2 separate regions of the Anas platyrhynchos genome follow, and region 2 is linked to region 1. A link is a contact called in public Hi-C data. All regions are on one chromosome and are shown on one strand. The core of a region is the stretch at or near the end of the contact, and the rest is flanking DNA. Distances in the headings are between cores, read along the strand shown. Region 1 overlaps MARCHF2 (membrane associated ring-CH-type finger 2). Region 2 holds the start of KANK3 (KN motif and ankyrin repeat domains 3).

Region 1 (7,767 bases), core at 1,598-4,097:
CAGAAGCTGCAGGAAGTTCTTGGAAGTCAGGAAAAGCCACAATCAAAGTTGCCTTAGCTTTTAATTCAGTTCTCTGGTAAGCCTGCGTTGCGGTGTGGTCTCTGTGTGGTCGCAGGCTGCGCTTTCCAGGATCAGCACGGGGGCAGAAGATGCACACTGGCCAACTTTGTTTGTCCCGCTGTGTTGAGCCTTGAGCTCTTCTGTCCCTGCTCTCAATACAATTATTTATTTCCCAGTGGGCTTCTTTGGGGCACTTGTTGCTGTGACAGCTGAGCACTTCACAACCAGTAATTTAATTTTGCAGCCTCCTTTTGAGAGGAAAGACAGCAACCTTGCTCAGCGTGGATTAAAGATAATTTTTTAATAGAATCGGATTTTTATTTTCTTTAACTAGCCATTTATTTATGTTGTAGGCTGTTCAATCTTAAAATAGTAACAGTGTTTGCTGCCAGCATGCCTGATCTCTCCTCCAGCAGTGGGGGACTTGTCAGAGCCCTGAGCCAGCTCTGGCAGCCATGGGCTGGCCCGTGGGTGCGGGGAGGAAACCTCCTGCAGTTCAGCCTCATTCAGTTATTTTTTAACTAAGAAGCTAGTGGAAAGCTGAAAAAAGCACAGAAGACTTTTGTTGACTGCTCTGCTGTCAGACTACTGGGCTGAATGCTTTTTTGGGAGCACGCATGAGGTGCTGTGGGTGAAGATGGGGAGTCGAACAGCAGCCCTGGGTGCGTAGGAAGGGTGGGCAGCCAGCAGTGCGGGGTGCTGCCAGCTGGTGCCTGGGCTGCACGGGGCTGGGACAGCTCCTGCCTGGCTCTTTGAAACGCCCTCTGGCACGAGAGGGTTGCAGACCAGGTTTGTCGTATGAGGAGCATGTCCCCAGCAGGCAATGAGACTGCAGAGCCTTGGAGAGAGACGGCTTGCCAGTACTTAGCATCCCTACGTTAACGTTAATTTGATGTGCATCTGTGTGTCTGCAGGGAAATGACCTAAATCTGTGAGGCTAGCGAGCGGGGCTGACACGGGTGTGAAGTCCTGAGCAGGCTGTGTGTGTGCTTCTTGGAAGGCTTCAGCAGCAGGGGTTCCGGTGAAGCATTCAAACTGCAAGTTGCAGTGCATGCAGCTTTCCTGGAACAGGTAGTTTCTGCTTTTTTTTTTTTTCAGAGGTTAGACACAGAAAGGAGTCATCTTCTGAAGATACCCATATCTCTGGTGTCCAGAGCGTTTTGGAAGGAGGAGCACAGCCCTTTGGAAGTGTAGCACTGCTTCATTCTAAACAGCTTTCCCCCAGGCCATGGATGGTCACGCAATCCTCCAGGCAAGGTTGGGTTTATTTGCCCTAGCTTTGTCCACCTTAAATTTGCCAAATCCCCGTTTTATTCTTTAGAATCCTATAGTCTCTGGAGAGAAGGAAATGCCTCTTGTGACCAGTTCATTCCTGCCTCCTTAGAAACCTAGGTTAGGGTGGGTCAGCTTGTCTGGAGGTGCCTGCTTTTTTCTGGCTCTAGACAGAGCCAAGAGAAGTGCTGTTTCAGGCAGCTGGTTGTACAGGGGTGTGTGTCCCACCTCGTAGCATTCTCCTGTTCACATAAACCCCTTTCTTTGGTTTGCGGTTCAATCCATCACAAACCAGTTCTCTCTTGCAAGGTGCTCTCTCTGCTGAAGATTGTTTGTCCTCTAGGATTTGGGGCAGGACTGCATGGATTGGGATATTTGGTGCTGGATTTGATGCGTCATGCATTTCTAGAAAGCATCATCAAAGGTGATGCCGTGGCTTTGTTTCTGTGGCCACAAGCGAGCGCTGCCCTTCTGCATGTCTCCTGGTCAGTCCCTGTTCCTGAGCCCTTCTGGCCTGATTTTGTTTTCAGACTGTTCCCTCTTTGTTTTCTCAGGTTATCAGCAGAAGTATTTCCTTTCCATGGGTTCTTTGCCATGTGTATTTTGCCGTGGCACTGACCCTCGAGTCCCATCTCTCATCTCCCCGTGCTGCCTCCTCAGCCTCATCCCTTCTGCTGGACAACCCCTGTGTGCACGGCGAGCTCTCTGCACGGAAATGGCCGGGGCTGGCAGCTCGGGGAGGTGTCGGAGCAGCAGCCGTTTAATCCCAGCAACACGTCAGCCCGCGTTAAAGAGGAAGGATGCGTTTCTGTCCACACATCATTTAAGTCCCAGGGAGAGGAACAGGATGACAGGGCTCGGTTGCGAGTGGACGTGTGTTTTTGGTGCTGGGGCCAAAGCTCTGGCTTTGCTAAAATTTCCGGGATGTTGAAAGCCAACGTATAAAAGTAGCAAAAAGACCTGGTAGCAAAAAGCTAATGAGTGTTATGCATGACTTCTTCATAATGCCTCTCTAAGCCTTTAATACCATTGCTAAAGCAAAACTTATATGAGACAGCTCGCTAATTACAAAAAACACCTCTCTGGTGAATCAGGCAAGGACTGTTCCATATTGTCACCGCTGAGCAGCTTAACCACTCCCCGTGTTTCTGTCCTTGCAGGCAGGTCTCATGGTGGAGCCTCAAGAGAATTCCCCATCCATGTCTTCAGAGCTGGTGTTTTCCTGCAATGTGTGTGTCACTGTGCTTTATTTCAAAATGCCAGCGTTGGTAATATCTGCCTGTCCCTGTGCTTCTGCAAAACAGTTCTTTCCAAGTGTGTTATCCACCACGGGAGACTGACAAGTGTTTTTTTTGTTGCTGTTCCTACTGTTTGTGTTCTATTAGGCAATTTCGATTAAAGACATTTGTTTTTCACTGATTGCTAATGCTTTTGGCTTGCTTAAGCTGGATGCTTTATATAGGTCAGTGAATTTTGTTTTGTCTCGTTTGGAAGTTGTGCTTTCCTTACACAACCACTGTCTGCAAAGCTTGGTACACGTTCTCAGAGGCATTTGTTGGGCTGTGGGGGTTGTGCTGTAGCCCAGGACACCTCCCTGGGTCTGCCACATGCAGTCTTTCTGCTCCTCTCACAAGTCTCCTGTAGCTGTGAGAGGTGCAGATGCAATATGTCTGTTACAAGCAGGATGAGGTTTGCAGGGAGCAGTGGTGATGTTCCTATTAGCCCTGCTTCTATAACTAGGAAAAGAAATTCCTTCTATAACTAGGAAAAGAAATTTTGCTTTTGGGCACGGTGCCCAGCGCAGCGGTCGCTGCCCCTCCTCCAGTTCAGAGAAGTGAGATGTGACGTGAGCTCTCCCCACCCTTCCTCCAGCCTTATCTTCCTCACAGACAGGCTTTTTTCTTTGCTTTCCTCGAACTCCTCTGCTGAACTCACTGCACCGTTCTCCATCTCCTCCACGTTCCTCTGTCCCCTTCCCCAACTTGTTGCTGTGGTCTCTCTCCTTTCTCAGTGCAAGCTGATGTTAGACTCCAGCACCTAGTAAAAATAAAACAAATCACTCGGCTTCAGCTGAGTCTTGTTCCTCTCTCATGTTTTCCTTCATCTCTTTGCTTGCATGTGCTGTCTGGAGATGTTCTTTCCCAGCTCCCACCCTCGATCCTCTTGGTGTTTCTCAGTGCGCTCCCTGGCATTGCTCTGCTGGACCCAGAGTGGCCTCTTTGAGGCCAAAGCTAGGAATTTTCATCCCTGCTCTCTTGGCAGTTACCGACACTGGCATCTTTCTTACATCTCTGCCTTCACTGCGTTGTCCAGCCCTGTTTGTGCTCTGGGGATCCCTAGGAGCGGGGCTCCTCTGGGGTGCAGCTGCTGGCGGTGCCGTGATCCCATAGCTGTGCATTTTGTGGCGTGGCATTTCCCGTGGTGGCAAACCACAGAAGCACACACTGGTATGTAAGGAGGAGTCCCGGTGAGCTGCAGCTCTGCAGAATGGTTGCGTGGCCCTTTTCTCGAGGAGCGCTGAGGGCTGGAATTGGTTCCTGTCCCGTGTGCTCCTGCAGTGCCGTGCATGCCACTCCTGTTCCCTGCCCTGTTTTTCCCTGCAGCTGGAGCTGGGCTGAGGGTGTGGAGAAGGGGATCTCAGGCCCCTCTGAGAAGAGATTCAGCTTTTGGAGGTTTGTGGGGCATCAATAGTATCCGGCTGTGCAGTAGGGAAAAAAGGCTGAGGAGGGTCGGCTGTTCCGTGGCACTTGACCGCCCCATGTACAGGGCCGGGGGCATTTCTGGCCTCAGCTCCCGGACCTTTGGCTGCTCCATCAGAAAAGGTTCCTCGCCTTGGGAACAGGAGCAGGACCGTCCTGCTGGGCTGCACAGGTGGCTTGTGAGGAGTTTCAGTTGTTAAACACGGACCTGCAGGGAAGGGATGGGACAGTCCCTCTGCTGGAGCTGTGGTTTTCGGATCAGTGCGATTCTCGGGGCAGGACAGCGCTGGTCGTGCTCCTGTGAATCCAGGTCGTGCTTTTCGTTCCTGCCTGACATAGCCATGCAGCAGGTCAGCGATGAAAGGAACAGGCACCCGAGCAGCCACAGGTTAACGGTGGTGGATGGGAAGGACGCGGGATGTTTTGTACACATGTGGCTCCGTGCAGCCAAATGATTCCTGTTTGTGGTGGCAGCGATGGCTGGAACAGGCAGCAGGTTACTGCGGCTGTGACCGGTGCTCTCCGGAGCAGGTAGCCCAGCTGCAGGGCAGGGAGAGACCCGAGCACCCGCTGGGACGCTCCTTAATCAGCCCCTGCCCCTGCTCCTAGGTGACAGGATGTCACCCAGCTCTCTGGGCTGGGATGGGCTGTCTGGAAGACTGCTCTGATACACCGTGAGCTCTGCCGTTGGCTTCCAGAGCAGCTGCTGTAACGCTGGTGCCTTTTTCTATGCGCCCTCCTTCTCCTGCCTTCCATCACCTGGTGCTTAGTCTAGTTTCGTGGGCACTGGAGCACCCAAAAATCAGAGACTCATCATTGCACAGCCCCGCTGTGAGTCCAAGAATCATGCTCTGCTCCACAGCCCTGCTGATCCCAGTAGAAAAAAACAGCTGAGAAAGCCCCAGGATTGTGCTGGAGGACAAAAAACGTGTGTGCAGCAGGAAGGACCTCTTGTCGTGCAAGCAGGGTGCTTGTTCCCAGCGGGGTGTCCTGGGAGCCAGCTCATAGCCGAAGCGGGCAGAGCGGCCAGGTCAGGCTCTCTGCCTCCAGGCTCACACTTGTTTGCAGCACGGAGGCAATTGGTTTTGGACTTGGCCTGGAAGAAGATCAAGTTGTGCTTTTGTTGCTTTCCCATGTTTACTTGACAGTTTTCCCTACAAAAATTGTTTAATCTGACCACTTTTTGGATTGTTTACAAGGTTTATTTTAAGTCCCATGTGCATTAAGCTGCTGCTATGCCAGAAACCCTGCGCCCTTAGGGTGCCTTATTGTATTCTTTTTTTTTATTGTCAGTGCACATTGGCTGAGTAAATCAACTACTTCAAAAGGAAATTAATTTGCTTCCTGCCTTTACATGTTTGGCTCCTGTCTTGGGGAGAAAGGGGGAGCTTCAAAGGTTACGAAGAATATAAATAGAGTAAGATTCAATAAAATACCAATTTGCTCTATTGTTACTCTTATTGTACAGGGGTCAGAAGTGACCCAAGCTGTCCTTGTTTACAGGGACAGGATGCTCTGGGACTGCTGCTAGAGGGCTCTCAGCCCAGGTCTGGACAATTCAGCATTCACCCTAGTGCCACGCAGCCCGGACGGGTGGCTGCAGAGCTTGGGGCTGCCCGTGCCCTGTGTGTAGGAGCAGTTTTGCCATGCAACCGAGCTGCCATCCGCCCTCGCTTCCTTCCAGGGCTGCTCAGGACCGTGTGTGTGGTCCTTATCTTCCCCTCACAGCTCATCACCGCTAATCTCCTCTGCAGAGACACGCAGAGGGTGACTTGCAGGGCTGCCTCCCTTCTTCCAGCTCCTCCTGTCCAAACCACAGTTGTGGCTGCTCTTGAATTTCCTTCTGGCTGTCAGGCCAGCCAGTCCTGCTCAGAGTGGCTTTAGAAATGCTTTGAACTTGACCTTTTCTATTGCAGCATTGCTTGGTCTTTACCTTGTCTGTGCTCTTCAGTTCACTCTCCAGCTCCCCTCATTTTTGTTCTGTTTGGTCTCTCAGATGCTTCAGGTCACATCTTTGAATGAGCACCCTGCTTCCGTCAGTTCTGCCAGCTGAAATTCCTAGCCAGCCTCTTACGTGTCCTCTGGAAGTCCTCCTGTCTCTCCTGTGGCCTCGTCCAGCTTGGTGTCCCACTGCAGGCATCTGCAGAGCACGCTGCCACCACGGCTCCAAGCACTGCAGCTCTGGTGCTGCCTCTTGCCCGGATCTGCCATCTCTCCCTTCTCCTTCCCATCTCACTGAGAGGCGTCTGCAGTTCTCAGCCTGCCTTTGCTGCTCTGCCACATCCTACTGGACATCCCTCATGCTAGATTTTCTCCTTAATTAACTCTGCACCGACCCGTGGGTATCCTTCCGTGCTCCCCTTGCAGGTCAATGTCGCTTGCCTGTCCCTGGATCTCTTGGGGATATTCCTTTCCCTGCTCTGACTGCCTTTTTGGTCACGTTCTCCAGTTTTGTTTTGGTTTGGTTTTGAGCAAAAAAATCCTAAACAAGCCAAGTAGTTCTGGTGCAGGAAACAGGGAAGGCTCCAGCAGCCCAGCTATACCAAACCCAAACGCACCGCAACAGCTCTGGGTATTGGTAGGAACGGCGGTCACTTGCTGTTCTAAAAAAAGGAAAGGAAAGGCTGAAAATAACATAATCCCAGGAAAACTAGAACAATTGCTGTTGTGAAAGTCAACTGTCTGTAAAGAATCCACACTTGGAAGCAAGTCAGGGCTCTTAGAAGTAGTGACAGCTTCGAGGTTGTCTGCAGAGGGAAACCTGCCTGCAGCTCTTTCTGCTACCTGCTAATTGGCGAGTGCTGCAAGAAAGAAGCACTTGCAAAACTCACAAAGCATCCTGATGACTGAGAGCAAGGTGCAGTCCCCGTGATGGATCACTTAATGCGTGGGAGGAAGGCCACCAAGCCTGCAAACAGGAGGGAACCCAGCAGGATCAGCTCTGATGGAGTCCTGGCAGGTCTCTTCTGCCCGCCCGTCGTGTGGTGGCCAGTGGGAATGGAAAGGTTTGGGGGATTTTGCAGCTGTGGCGTTTTCAGTAGCTGTGACAGTGATCCTGAGACCTGGGAGAGAGCGGTGGGGGATCTTCCCCCCTGCACACCGAGTTCTGCCTCCCTCCTGACCTGACAGTCATGCTGATTTTTCTTTAGAAGTAATCGACGCCTTTCTCTGGGAATTGGAATGTTTTACACCTGAAGACAAGGGTTTGGGCACAGATATTCCATAAAAGAAAACGAGTTTACATCACCTTCTCCTTCAAGGGCCAGCCTGACTCTGCAGCCCCTTGGTTGCTGTCCCACTTTGCCTGCTCAGGTGCAAAGCTTTCTGGTAGCTATTCGCTTCCTTTTTGCCTTTTTTTTTTTTTTTTCAACTCCTGGTTTCTTATTTGCTGAAGAGAGATGCTTTTTCCCTTCTGTCATCGTCTCAGTGGACAGACCAGGTGCGTGGGTGTTTGTGGTCCCCACTGATGGCCTCGGGTGGGCGCGGGGCTCCCCATGAGCAGCGTTGCTGCAGCTTGCTCAGGCCCCAGGGACGGCACCGTGCCCCTGAGAGCACAGACCCTGAAGCTCTGCTTTCCCATAGCCCCTGTTCATAGAAGGGTTTGGAGTTGGAAGAGACCTTGAAGATCACCTTGTTCCAACCCCCCTGCTGTGGTCCTTGTTGCTCAAAGCCCCATCCAGCCTGGCCTTGAACACCTCCAGGGATGGGGCACCCACAGCCTCTCTGGGTAGCCAGG
Region 2 (7,914 bases), core at 2,473-4,972, 83 kb before region 1:
GTGGGGACCCTCCCCACAGGGCGCTGTGCAGCTGTCAGCGGGCAGAGCATTTGGCACCGGGCTATTTTCGGCACCCTCAGGAAGAAGGCACAGGACAAGTGCCCCCGTGGGCGAGTCGGAGGAAGCTGCTGGCACATCGAGGCCTATTTGGAGAGCAGCTCAGGGATGGTGTGAGTGGCCAGAGAGGCCCAGAGGCATCAACACCACAGAAAAGGACCAGGTCCGATCTGCCTGAGGGAAGCTGGGGATCTGCATTGCCTGGAAAAGGGCACAGGGACCGCTGACATCCACAACCAAACCTTTGGGACCGAGCATTGGGCACTTCGTTCCTCTCCCTGGCCCCACTCTGCCCCCAAGCCCAACGCCTCATTTTAACGAGTCGTAGCAAGTGACTCACTGCAAATTGCTCAGCTGGCCCCGGGAGCAGCGCCTGGGACTGCACGAAGCTCTCCTCACACAGGGATGCTCCACGCTCCTACCTGGCTCTCACCCGACCCTGGCACACGGGGATGAGGGGCTGGTCCAGCTGGGCAGGATCAAAACCTGGGCTCCCTGACCCCACCAACCCATCCCAGCTGATGAGCATCCTGAGACAATTGCCTCTGCCTCCTTTGGGATCTTCTCGGCGAAGAGCTACCTCCGTGCTGCCACCCCATCCCGGCCTCATGCCCAACAGGCTCACGCGTCCTCCTCCTCGCTGAACTGGGGAAGCGGCCGGGGTCCTCCTGCACCGGGCCTGGTGCCCTCAGTGCAAGTAAAAAAAAAAAGAGCCGAGGCCAGGATCGAGTCCCCACCGGGCTTTGTGCTCACCGTGGATCATGCAGGAGGAAAAGGGAGAGCAGCAGCAGCGGCCGCGCGGCCCCGAGCACGGGCGCATTTCCTCGGGGAAGCGGCCCGGCAGCTCCCTTCCGCTGCGCGACCGGGAATTGTCCTGCCTGGGGCCAAGCCAGGAAAAGCCACCGCGCTCAGCACCGCCGTGCTCAGCTCTGCTCTGCAGGGGGCTGCAAGGGCTGGGCACCGTGACACGTCCCATAAAGCTCGTGGCAACGGTGCCCCTGCTCTGTGGCACTCGCTGCCTTTTGGCCGTCCCCTCCACGCCAGTGACCCAGGGCTGGGAGGGGAGGAGAGGAGAGCATCAGGCCAAAGTTGAGCTCTGGAGGCTCGAGAAGAGGAGCTGACACGCAGCAGCGGCGAGAGGGTTAAGTCCCCACGTCCCAGCTGTCACCTGCTGGGCTCGGCCACACAAAGCCAGCCTTGTCCCTGCGGCCGCCAGCACCGCGGCACCAGTTCAAAGAGCAGCCGCTCTCCATCTCTGCTCAAGCCAGGGCGGGGAGGACCGTGTCGGTGGCTTTGTTGCAGAAGGCTGGGTTTTGGCAGCCTCGGCTGCTCCCCTGGACACCGGGCTGGGTGCTGCCGGGTGCCTCCACAGCCCTGCCGAGCCAGCGGGCACCCCTGTGCCCAGGAGGAGACGTGCCAGGACCTGGTGCTGTGCTCAAAGCACCGGTCCCGGGGATGGGAGGCCCCTGTGCCATCCCAGCTCCCTTCGGAAGAAGTTAAAGCATCATTTCTGGCCCTGGCATCTCCGCACAAAAGCTGGTTGGCACAAGCTGCAGTGCTGCTGGGGAGGCTCTTAAGCAAGACGGGGATGGACAAGGACTGAGTTGTCCCTGCAGAGCCGGGACCGTGCTCCGCGCTGGTCCCACACTTGTTTTATCCCCTTGCTGTCGTACTGATGCCCACACAAGGAACTTTGGGCCAAAGTGGAGCTCCTCAGCTCGAGTACAATAAAATCCCACAGCAGGTGAGAGGCCCAGGAGCCAAGCTGGATGCTGAGCTGCGCCCACACAGCCACTGGAGCTGAATCTGCCTTCCAGGCCTGGAGAGGAATCCTGGCTCAGGACCACCCAGCACCGCACCCCAGGCTGAGCCCAACCCACTGTGAGCCGCTGGCCTCGTCCAAGGGGCGATGCTCCTCCAGTGCCAAAGCCCAGGGCCAGTGGGCGAGCGATTTTTAAGCTTTGGCCACCTCTGCACCGCATCCCCTAGCGAGGGGCGCAGCGGGGCTGCTCCCCCAGCCCCACGATCCACGGGGCTGGAGCGAGGCGACCGCCCAGGGCTGGACATGCTGACGGCGCTCCCTGGCCGTCCTCCGAGCCAAAACACTGAGGTCATGAGGAATGTGAGAAGAACAGAGTCCAGAGCAGCCCCGGCCAGTGCGACTTGATTTATCTTCGCGAGGCACGTTTCCCTTGAAGCTGCGCACGGGCGATAAGCCCTGAAGCCCCGGGCTGAGGCTGTTCCAAAGTTAAAGGGAAACCACTGAGCAAGCAGGCGGCTTCCTCCGCAGCGAGAGGGCTGGAGCTGCCAGCGACCTGCTGGGATTTGGGATCCTCGCACGGAGCCGTCACAGCCCCGAGCTGGCTGTCACAGGGACACATCACCTGCGATGCCACCGCCAATGTGGTGGGCTGGGCACAACCAGGGGGGTTTGGGTGCTCATCGCCCCTTCCCCTCAATGCCTCTGCCCCAGCTGGATGGGACAGACGGGGCAGCCCGTGCCTGGACCATCCGGGGCTGCAGCAGGTCCTTGGCCACGCACGGGGTGGGTGTGCCTGCACTGACACAGGGACGGAGGGAGGGGAGAAAAGTTTGGTCTTCCCCACAGCCTGATTTGAGGGCTGGGCTCTTCTTTCTGGAGCTGTCGTCACCATTGCCTGGGTCGGCCGGTTTGGAGGCCAGGGAGCTACTCGGGCTCCCACCCGCTGCAGCGATGCTGGGACCTCCCCGAGCTCACACAGTGCCCGGACAGCGGGTGCACGGTTGGCTCGCCTGGGGAATGGCTCTGGGTACCCCACTGCACCTACAGGGCTCCTACAGCTCTGCTACAAAACACCTAACGCTGTTCCTGCACCCGCACGGCAGCCCACCAGCATTTTCCACCACCACCTTCCAAATTTTTCGGGGACGGTGACGATGCACGGGGTGGACAACAAACCCCGACAGCCTGTGCCCGTCCCGTGGCAGGGAGGCTGAATCCACGCTGGGTGGGCGCTCAGGCATGGGCAGGGGACGGCGGCTTCCCCAAATGCGTGCGAGGGCTGAGCCCTGGCCTCGCCCTCCCCAGCTGGGAGCACCCCGAGCCCCGTGTGCCTGCAGCACCTGAGGAACCCCACGGCACCCATGGGTCCCTGGGTCCCCAGCACCATGGGGTGCCTGCAGCCCCCCAGCACCACGGGGTACCCCCAGCACCACGGGGTGCCCGCAGCCTCCCATCCCGGGACCCTCCCGGATCCCCCCGGGCCCTCCCCTCCCCGCAGCCCCCCCAAACCCGGGACCCCCCCAGATCCCCCCGGGACCCCCCCTCCCCTCCAGCCGCCGTTGGCCGGCCCGGCCCGGCCCCGACGGAGCGCAGCCCCCGCTCCAGCCCCGCTCCGTCTCTCTCCCTACCGGGATGCCCGGAGCCCCCCCGACACCCCCGGGGGCTCCTTTGGGGCTGCAGCAACCCTTGGGTGGGCCCCGTCCCGCCGCCGGAGCCGCTCCCGGGCCCACCGCCCCTCACCTCGGCGGGCCGAGCCGTGCCGTGCCGGGCCGTACCGAGCCGTGCCGGACCTCCGGGCTGCTCCCGAGCCCCTCCGAGCGGGGCCGTGCTCCCGGGCCCGGCGGCTCCGGGCTCGCAGCGTTGCCCCGCCGCAGCCGCGGGGCCGAGGGCCGAGGGCGGGCCGGCGGCGGGGCCGGGGCGGGGCGGCGGCGGGCGGGGATCGCCCCCGGCCCGACCCGGGACTGGCACCGGCCGCCGCCGCCACCGCCCGGCACCGCCCCCGGCACCGCCCCGACGGGATCCCGCTCCCCGCCTCGACGCCAGCGGGACCCCCCCGAGGTGCCCCCCGGTCCCGGTGGGGTCACGAAGCTGGGTGCCCCCCACCCTCGCCTCCCCCTCCTCAGTTTGGGGGACCCTCGCTCTTTGCACCCCGGGGGACGAGGGGTGCCCCGAGCGCACGCAGCTGGGGCTGGGGGGCTCTCCCTGCCCGGCTCCCACCCCCCCCCCAGAATTGGGGACCCCCCCCCCGTGCTGCTTGCCCTGGCCGAGCTCCCCAGGCCCAGCTGTGCCGGGGGGCTGGCAGCCTTCGTCTCGTTTTTTAGGCTGCTCGGCTCCTTTTCCTGCCAGATTTCTTCCCCGCCTGCTTTGCACGCTGGCGAGGTCTGGGCCCGTTCTCCATCCCGCAGGGACCCTCGGCAGCTTCGTGCCATGAAGCCTGCCCTCGCTCTCTGCTACAGCCTAGATTCGCCTGCTGAGTCCCTCAGCACCGATTTCGTGTTTCTTTTTCCTTTCCAGCAGGATCCGTCCCCAGCTGCTGAACCCCTGGGTATTTTTCCACGGCCGGCTCTTCCGTCATGCTGCTCACGGGAAGAGCAGGAGAAACAAGACATGCTTCCCGACATCCCTCCCAGCTGGCAGCTTGGGGACTTCCTGACAAAAGGTTTGCATCCGGACGGAAATACCTTAATAGCCCTAATGGCTCTACCTCTCCCGACAGACACCAGCCCTCTCCAGTCCATTTACATACTTGGCCTCTCCGGCATCCTGTGGTAATGAGCTGCGTGATTTCATGCCCTCATTCTGTACCCAAAGCAGGTCTAAAATAGCACCGCTCCTGATGATTCAGTGACTGCTCAACAAAGAAATCATTAGGTCCTCCGTCCCCCTGCAGCTTTCCTTCTCCATCAAGATCTGGGAAGGTGAAACCCAGCAATGAGTCAAAACCAGCCAGCGCCCACCCCCTGGCTGCACGGCTCCGTGTCCAGGTCCCTTGCTCCTGCTCTTGGACATCTGTCAAGAATTTCACCCATCGCTAAACTTTTCTTGTTTCCTCCTTGCGAATATAACAAGAAAAAAAAAAAAAAAAAAAAAAAAAAAGAGGGAAAGTTGTGGAAAAAAGAGATTGGGAAAGCGAGGTCTTCCTGCTTCTCCAAGCCTTGTGAGCTGGTGCCACCCCAGCAGAGCTGTGAGAAGAGCAGGAAGGCCTCTTACAGCCCCATGGTCTCACAGGGCATGAAGACCTGGGCTGCCCGAATTTGTTGCTGGAGCGCAGAGCTGTGGTAGCTCAAAGACATTTTGAGGACAAAACTCAAGAGCAGCCTTTGCCCAAGATGCCCTCCGCTGTCAGTGCGAGCTCCTGGCTTTGAGCTCTGGTGTCCAAGGGCAGTCAGCCCCGAGGGATGGTGCTTGTTTCTAACATTTGTGGTTTATGCAGAGCTCCAATGCAAGAACGCAGACAGAGACGTCCCAAGGGCCGGCCACGGCTTTAACCACAAATCACAAATGCTTCTGGGAGGCGGCACGGGGAAAGTGCTGGGTCTGGGCAGTCAGATGGAGGAGGTTTTCCTGCAGGCTTCCCCTCGGGGCTGTGGCAGCCTGAGCCAGGACCGGTCCGAGTGGTGGCACCCGCCTGGCTGGGCTGCTGGCCCCGGGCAGCAGCATCCGAACCCGTGCTTGGAGGCAAAGGGCGCTGCTGGCTTCCCCGGCTGGGCCTCGTGGGGGTAAAGCCACAGCCACGGCACTGCAAGGAGGGCTGGCTGGGCTTTTGTTGCTGTTACAAGGGCAGTTTTGCCAAAAGAAAAAACAACAAAAAAACAAAACAAAACAACAACAAAATGTTATGAGACTGGAATGTGGCAGCTGAGCTGTCTGAGGCTCTGCAGAGTTTCATGGCATCGTGGCAGGGTCCTGCACGGCTCTTCCAGTCCCAAACCTTGGCACTGGCCGGGGAGAGCAGCCCTGGGCCTCCCAGAAGCAGCCATCTGAGCAAGAAGCTCCATGACCCGATGAGTCTTCAGTTCAACAAAAACATTTAAAAAAGATTTTTTTAAAAAAAGAATTTAAATTTAAATAAAAAAATATATTTCTTAAAGAATTTAAGAATTTAAATTTAAATAAAAGAATTGAATTTTTTTTTTTTTTTTTTTTTTTTTTTTTTTTTTTTTCTGAGGCCCCAAAAGAGGGCCTCAGAAAATGGCTTTTCCTTGTGAACCCCCATCCTCTGCTCCCCGCCAGCCCTGGCTGTGGCTGTACATGTGCCCATGCCTCGGTTTCCCTATCAGGACAACCCCGATGCTCCCAGTCCCTGGGGTCAGTTGGGGGATGCACACACGTGTGCATGCGTTGCGATGCGCAGCAGCGTGATGGGGCGTTTCTCTGTCGCAGACCACAACCAGGACCTGGAAATCGCTGCAAACTGCCAGGACAGGCTGAGTGCACATCCCTAGGACTTAGCACAGAAACCAAGCAGGGTCGGTGTAACAGAAACCTGCAGAGCTCGGCCAGGCTTCCACGGCTCTGTCCCATCCGGGGCAGCAGCTCCCAAAGCCCTCCTGGCCGTGCTGGGGGCTGCTGCCAGTGCCGGCCCGGGGCAGGGAGAGCCGTGCATGCTCAGGGAGCACCTGGAAAAGCAGCCACTCGGCTGCGTTTGAGCCATTTCCTGGCAGACTGAGTTAATCTCTGCTTGCTCCAGCTCCGCTGCGCCTGCCCGAGCCCCGTTCCCAGCTCCGTTGCCCCTTGTGTGGCCCCCCAAATGGGCTCGCCTGGCCGCACCCGGAGCGGGACCCCCGGGGACCCCTGGAGCAGGGCTGGCTGCTGCTTCCTCCGTAGGAAAGCGAGGTGAACGCCTAAATAAACCAGCGTAAATAAACCAGCCCAGCACGCCGCCCTGCCAGGAGGCTCGGCCGTCCCGCTGGCCGTGGCAGGATGTCCTTGTTTTCTGCCTGCAGGTCTGCGAGCAGGCAGGAAGCCGATTTCCTCTCCTTGCATCTCTGCTCGGATCCTTCCTCCCTGGGACATTGTAGAAGCAGCAGAGCAAAACAAACAGCCCAAAAACGGAGCCGGAGCAGCCTCCACAGCTACTGGGGGGGCTGCCTGGGGACACCTGGAGGGTGGGGGGCATTTGGTTGGGGGCTGCAGGACGCCCACCCCGGGCCCACCGCTGGCAGGGAGGGGGCTGATGGTGGAGGGGAAGCTGCACCCAGCCGCGGTGTCAGTCCCCATTTATCATCTCACGCACCGACGTCTCCACTTCCCTGTCACCTCCTCGGGGACACCCTCCAGCCTGATTTAGTGCCACCGTGGCGGATGCTTGAAGGACAGGCCACGTGCAATGTCACCCGCTGTCTGTGCACCTCCTGCTCCATGTCACCCCCTCCCACGTCCCACCCCGTTACCCTGTGCGCCCTCCCATCCCCAGGTGCAGGGTCCCCTTGTCCCTGCGTCCCCTCTCCTGTGTCCCCTCTGATCTGGCCGCCTGCAGGTGATGTTCCTTGCCTGTGTGGCACAGCGGCTGCAGGCTTTTATCTCGGACAATATTTAGCACTCCTGGTGTGGGGGATGGCCGGGGCGGCTTTTTTCTTGTGTCTGTTTCCAGCCCAGCCTTATCAGGGCTGAGGAAAGTGTTGTGCAGATTTTCTGCGGCTGGGATTTGCTTTGGCCAGAGGCCAGCTCCACTGACAGCACCGCAGGGACTGGCCCCAGTGGCTGGCACCTTCCTGATGCTGCACAGCCCTAAATGCACCCCAGCAGTCGGGGGAGCGGGGTGCTTCCTGGGCCAGGGCTTTCTGGGCACTCAGGTCGGGCTGTGCATGTAGGATCTGCAGCCGGAGCTGCTTTGAAAAGTTGTGCCAGTCGCTTAAACGCAGCACTCCTTAAAAACTGATCTTTAAATATTTTATTTTATTTTATTTTATTTTATTTTATTTTATTTTATTTTATTTTATTTTATTTTATTTTATTTTATTTTATTTTATTTTATTTTATTTTATTTCTTCTGGAGCCTCTAGGTTGTACCTCCATACCTGTTTGCTCTGTCTCCTGGCTTTCCTGCTGACCTCCCTGTGGCAGCTCCCTGTCTCCAGCCTGGGGACAGTGGC

The links. A called contact is a pair of places that touch in the nucleus more often than the background predicts.
Region 2: a contact with region 1 is called in a Hi-C map of small yellow follicle, with 2.4 times the contacts expected there. The contact joins the promoter of KANK3 here to the enhancer-like site in region 1. A contact is called at or near these places in 3 of 8 Hi-C or Micro-C datasets (liver, small yellow follicle and subcutaneous adipose tissue).

What each region holds. Positions count from the first base shown.
Region 1 is chr29:3,998,506-4,006,272 of IASCAAS_PekinDuck_T2T, reverse strand. The region is part of intron 3 of MARCHF2 (membrane associated ring-CH-type finger 2); the gene reads left to right. Among named protein-coding and RNA genes, the nearest start is that of MARCHF2, 23 kb to the left of the region's middle. Within about 2 kb of position 2,847, at least 5 of the 8 cell types and tissues checked have an H3K27ac peak or open chromatin away from gene starts, as enhancers often do. A contact at or near this core is called in small yellow follicle and subcutaneous adipose tissue, where this site is marked.
Region 2 is chr29:4,082,546-4,090,459 of IASCAAS_PekinDuck_T2T, reverse strand. It overlaps KANK3 (KN motif and ankyrin repeat domains 3), which reads right to left and starts at 3,722. Exons shown (of 11, transcript XM_038169092.2): 1 at 3,595-3,722.